Linked DNA regions of Zea mays: region 2 is linked to region 1. A link is a contact called in public Hi-C data. All regions are on one chromosome and are shown on one strand. The core of a region is the stretch at or near the end of the contact, and the rest is flanking DNA. Distances in the headings are between cores, read along the strand shown.

What was found. A called contact is a pair of places that touch in the nucleus more often than the background predicts.
Region 2: a contact with region 1 is called in a Hi-C map of tassel, with 2.9 times the contacts expected there. The contact joins the promoter of LOC109943568 here to the promoter of LOC100194127 in region 1. A contact is called at or near these places in 2 of 25 Hi-C or Micro-C datasets (ear and tassel).

What each region holds. Positions count from the first base shown.
Region 1 is chr1:307,028,004-307,030,971 of Zm-B73-REFERENCE-NAM-5.0, forward strand. It overlaps LOC100194127, which reads right to left and starts at 1,593. Exons shown (of 11, transcript NM_001350298.1): 1 at 1,044-1,593; 2 at 589-668; 3 at 1-268. The coding sequence starts at 1,497.
Region 2 is chr1:307,317,018-307,319,985 of Zm-B73-REFERENCE-NAM-5.0, forward strand. LOC109943568 reads right to left here and starts at 1,460. Exons shown (of 5, transcript XM_020547058.3): 1 at 787-1,460; 2 at 646-704; 3 at 114-575; 4 at 1-25. The coding sequence starts at 841. LOC100285229 reads left to right here and starts at 1,510. Exons shown (of 16, transcript NM_001367215.1): 1 at 1,510-1,745; 2 at 1,847-2,126; 3 at 2,213-2,460; 4 at 2,561-2,606; 5 at 2,682-2,787. The coding sequence starts at 1,714.

The sequences.
Region 1 (2,968 bases), core at 343-2,842:
GTTCATCAATGAACAAAACATGTGGTCTCATCACAAGCTCTCTCGCAATGCTGACCCGCCTTCTTTCTCCGGTAGGAAGCCTCGTCATAAAACAATTCCCGCCAATGAGTTTGTCAGCATGGTCACCTAATGACATGGCTGCAATAGCATCCTCCACAATTGCCTTTTTCGAAGATAGGAAACCAGGAAGCTGCAGGAGCGCGGAGAAGTATAGCATCTCTCGTACTGTGAGGGATTCAATGAGCACATCGTCTCGGTCAACATAACCCTGAAAGTGCCCCAAAGAGCAGTGGTAAATTTTCCATTACTGTATCATCAACAAATGTAAGCATACAAGCTTATAGAATGACTGGTACTAGTATGGATGAAAGAACATTGTGATTGACCCATGCAAAATGTACTAGCTTTGCTTGATATAAACCTAATTAGTGTACTAGTTGTTGCAAGTTGGGAAAAGTTGTAACTTGCGTTTTCCCTGGATGTGAACATCGTAGTGGGAATCGTAAATGTACCCACTGACACTGATGAAAGCTTTTGAAAGTACTGCTAGTGCCATTTCAGATGCAAAATTAGGAAGAAGGCGCTTACATATGATCCATATGGTAAGGGAGACTTGGCGCCGTTGACAAAGACTTCGCCATATATCCTCTCAGTAGAGCTGAGCCTCCCTGATGGAGTGAGGAAAGGGAAATGTGGAAGTTAAAAGTCAGTGGCTGGAACTATTTGTTAGTACATTCAAACACCCCCTTAGTTGTCTAAAAATTGTTAGTGAAATTAGCTAGCTAACCAATAACTACCTAACTATTAACTAATTTACTAAAATAGCTAATAGCTGAACTATTAGTTAGGGTGTTTGCATGTCTCAACTAATTTTAACCGCTAACTATTAGCTCCAGTATATTCAAACACCTCCTAACTATTAGCTCTAGTGCATTCAAACACTCCCTTGAGCAATAGCATGAATGAAAACGAAAGTTCATGCTTTGGGTACAAAATAGAATAGAATAGAACAGATTTGTGGGAGAGACAAACAGAAAGTAAACCTGCAATTGCTCGGAGCAGGGTGGATTTGCCGGAGCGCGCGGGGCCCATGATGACGGTGAGAGTGGCCGGCAGCGCGTAGCCGTTGGAGCTCTTGACGAGGCGGTCGGAGAAGCGGTTTGTGGCTGCGGCGAGTGAGGAGACAGTGAGGTCCTTCCAGACGAGGGTAACTCCGGCCACCTTCCGGTCGCGGCATGCAGCAGAGGCGGAGGAGGACCCTTGGGGCAGGGAGGGCGAAGGCGAGGGGTAGGCGCTGCTCGCAATGGAAATGGAGGCAGAGGCGGCGGTGGCGAGGTGGATGGTGTCGTCGGGGTGGATGTCGTCCCAGTCGGGGGAGTCCTCGAAGGAGATGGGGCGGCGGAGCGCGCCGGGCTTGGGCAGGTAGTAACGGCGCGCGGGGCTGCTGGCGGAAGAGGAGGACGAGCGATATTGGTCGGAGGACGCGACGACCTCCATTGCTCGCCTCGACCTCTCCTTCTCTCTTCTCCTTTCCTTCCCTGCTGGGTTTGTGCTGGGCAGGCTGCTGGCTGCTGCTCTGCCAAGGCTCCAAGCTAGCTAGGAATGGGACGGTGGGTGGCGGCCATTGCACTGCATTTGCCAGGCGTTGGCTCTCCCTCCTGGCCTTCTCACTGCTCAGTGTCTTTACTGCTTTGCTTTGCTCTCCTATGCTCTCTTCGCCTCTTTTGCTTTCCGACCGCTTTTGATTTTCACAACTTTTTTAAATCCATTCTCTTTTGGGTTGGCTTCCCGACCACCATTATTTGTACAGCATTCTTCCAGCAATTAAAGTAAGCTTTGGTCTAGGATAGTTTATTAGATGTTAATCTCGAAGATATTAAAGACATGTTTATTTACCCTCTAGATTATATAATTCAACTTAATTGAATTTGTTCTTTTTGCATCTGCTGATACTATTTCTACAGTTTTTGTGTCTATAATCTAAACGGTTTGCTTTAATCCCAAACAAACAACTCCAATAAGTTGAGAAATAAACAAACAATATAGATTATTGAATGGATTATGAAATCTAGATACTTAAATTATGATAATCCATAAACAGGTCAATAGGTGTTTATATAATCCATAAGTTGGATTATATAATCTTGAAAGGATATAAACATGGCCTAAATATAGGTAGTTCTATTTGTAGATAATCGATGTTATATTGGGAGTTCAAGTAATCTACGATTCTATAAGCACGTTATTAATTACAACCAATGTGTATGGTATCAAAGCCAAAAAAATCTTTCCTAACAATGTTTATCATATCTTCTTTCCCCTCCACCCCTCTTCACCATGTTAAACATCTCGTATCTCATTGCCACAAACTTTACTCCAATCATCTAAAGTTTACATGTTGAACATCTAAACGCAATGTGTATGGTATTGCATGTTATTTTTACATGTTCTTAATATTGTCAAACATCTTTTTTCTTTTCATAAGTTTCCACATGATAATAATGTATTCATTCAATTTCATCATCTCAAAGCCATTATTCTAAGTTGCGTTTCTTGGATCTCCTCTCCTCTCAAGTAACCGAGTGGATCTGATAAACACCGGTCCCTTATATGGATGGTTTAGATCAGGCTATCTCCAGCAATGTCCCCTGAATTTCATCATTTAAAAAAATATTATCTGTACTTTACAGCACTCTCTAAATGATTCCGTCTTCTGTATCTTCTCTATCTCCAACAACATCCCTTAAATTCGGTCTCTATATCTCACTCTCTAATGTACAAACTTACTTAATATAATTTATTGTTCTATTAAATCGGAACCATCACCTCCACTTTTGACTCCAACACTTGTGTCTCTCCTCACGGCCATCCATCGAGCGAGTGCCTAGTCCTCGCTTCCCAGGCATGAGGCATCCGCGCGTGCTTCACCGCCTCTTCCGGTCGCATGGCTGCCTTGGCTCATCTTTCT
Region 2 (2,968 bases), core at 210-2,709, 290 kb after region 1:
TATGCGTATCATGCAATACAGCAACCTGCAAAAATAGTCGAATCACAACTATGCACACAAACATACCATAAATTCACAACATAGCTGTGGTACAAATGTATGATTTAACATACCACAATGGTCGGTAAACCTTTCTTTTCTTCCCGTGCATAAATCCTCCAATGGCAATCATCACCTTTACAATATCCGACGTATCTGGTAGTCGAAGTTACCTCTATTCCTAGCTCGAACTCATGTTTTATGGCATATTGCCTCATAGCAATTCGAAATTCTTTCATGTTGGGAAACAAACTACCAGGTTGCATTGACAGATTCATTTTATCATACACAACCCTCTTCTCATTTGGTAGGAAGTCCTCCATTGGTTGGTCTATACTATTGTCTCCAAAATTAATAGGCTCCGATTGATCCAAATTACTAGTACCACCTAAAACGGATTCATCTCTTTGATTTTCCTTTGCCTTGTCCTCTTCATTCAGACCTAGTTCAGAATACATTTGCATCTCACTTGGAACATCACGTCTCCCTTCCTCATTCCAAAAATCGCTTAGTACAAAAAATTCCCAATCGTTGTCCTGCATGACCAACTGAATTCACATACCTTGCTAACCTCACTATAGTTTACAATATTGCAGGGAGACATACCTTATTAGCAGTCTGACCACGTAAGGGACTTGAACTATGCGGTGAAGACAATGTGGGACCTGACAGTAATTCAACACATTATTTACAAAACCAATGGTTATATGTACAATAATCATAGCACGGTCGACCAATATTAACTACCTTGGGGGGGGGGGAGAAATGCCAATGTCCGCGTCGTTGAACAGCTCCAAATCATCCATCAGAAACTAACGGGCCAGGAACACACGACGAGTTGGATCTGGTTGGGGGAGAGAAGTTCAACGAATGGGGCAGAGAAGTTCAACGAATCGGGGTGGAACACAGCGGGGTGGGCGGCGCACTTCAATCCGGTCCTAGACAACGTTTGGCAGCAACCTTCTCAGGGGGAAAACTGGTGACGACTCCCACTGCTTGCATGAACAAGGGCGACGCGGCAGGCACCCCAAGTTCTTCTGCCCGCAGCAAAAATTCCTGGCCCGCAGCAAAAATTCTCCGTCGGTGGGGGGAAAACAGCGGGGTGGGGGTGGAGAAACTCACGGGCGAGGCGGAGTTCAAGCCGGTCCGAGACGAGAGCTCTCTGGTGCGTTTGAGAGAAGGAGAAGAGCGAGAAGGGAGAAGACGGGAAAGCAGCAGAGCACTCACGGCGCTGGGACGGCGGCTGTCTAAACAGCCCTAATCTCCGTTCAAAACTGGTAATGGCGTGGTCATGTCCATTTTGAAGTGTGGGTTGTCCCTTGTTTTCCATAATAGAGAATCACTCGCCTACGCCTCTAAATCGTCGAAGCCGCATCTTAAGACATCCATAATAGCAAATTTCTCCTGTCAGAGGCAGACACAGCCAGCCGGCCGCTGCTGTGCCTCGCTGCTGTGCCTGCCTGCCGGCTGCCGCCATCCATCCTTTTTCCCTTCCTCCCCTCACCCCCTCGTCGGAATCGGAACGGCTGTCGTCTGCCCCTTCGCCCCCCTCTTCGATCCCTCACCCCACCCAGTGCTAGCTAGCTAGCTAGCTTCTAGTGGCTAGTAGCTCCCCTCCCCTGTGGGCTGCAACCTGGTTTGGGTTCGCGGATCGATCGCGAGATCAATCAATCCATGGCGCGGACCAACTGGGAGGCCGATAAGATGTGAGTTCCTTCCTTCCTTCTCTTTCGATTTCGATTTGATTTTATGACGATGATTGTCTGATCCTGATCTCAATCTCAATCCCAATCCCAATCCCGTCCAGGCTCGACGTCTACATCTATGACTACCTGGTGAAGCGCAACCTGCAGGCCACCGCCAAGGCCTTCATCGCCGAGGGCAAGGTCGCCACCGACCCCGTCGCCATCGACGCCCCCGGCGGCTTCCTCTTCGAGTGGTGGTCCATCTTCTGGGACATCTTCCATTCGTCCACCGCCAAAGCCTCATCCACATCCACTGCCGCCGCCTTCATCGACCACACCGCCAAGCAACAGCAGCCAATCGGCGCCGGGACCGGGGCGCCTCCTCCTCATCCCCTTCACGATGTATGTGTACTACTGCTACTCATCCTCTACTACTTGCGTGCCCCCATGTCTTCAATCAATCAATCGATTCGATTCTATTTTATTAGTCCAGAGAGCACCAGATGAGGCTCCAGCAGCTGCTGCACCAACACAACCCCCACCTCCACACTACAAGAGATGCTTCTCCTCCCGCCTCTATCAATGCCCTCAACTCCGATGTCTCCGCTGTCCTCGCGTCCAAAATGATGCAAGACCGAGTCAGGAACCCCAACCCTATTGACTCCGACGCCTCACAGCATCTCCTAGACGCAAACAGGATCGCGCTTCTAAAGTCACCACCACCTAGCCACACTGGGTAAGCTGTTGTGCACCTCATCCACCCACAACCACTCTCATCAACTCTATTAATTATCATGACCCTGTTCTGACTATGATCCATCCCTTTCTCCTTTCAGGCCTATGCCTATGCAGCAGCAGCTTCATCCAAGGAACCAGCAACTTGTAACATATCCCTTCTACCCTATCTTATTATCTCACTCAACAATACTCCTTAATACTCTCTCCATCAATCTTCAGGACATCAAGCCCGATGTTGGTATGCCACAGAGAACGATGCCTGCAGACCCTTCTTCCATGTATGCATCAGGGATGATGCACCCAAAACCTGCATTACTTGCCACTGGTTGGTAACTTACTAATTCTTCCTCAACTGAATTACTGTTGCTGCTGCTGCTGCTGCTGCTGTTTCTACTTCTTGCTCAAGAAAATTGATTGTAAATTCTTTCCTCCTAGTTCCTTGCAGTAACAGGTGATCCATGCTAGTGAAAATGTGCAAAAGCCCCTCTATGCTTCTGAGTAAAGTT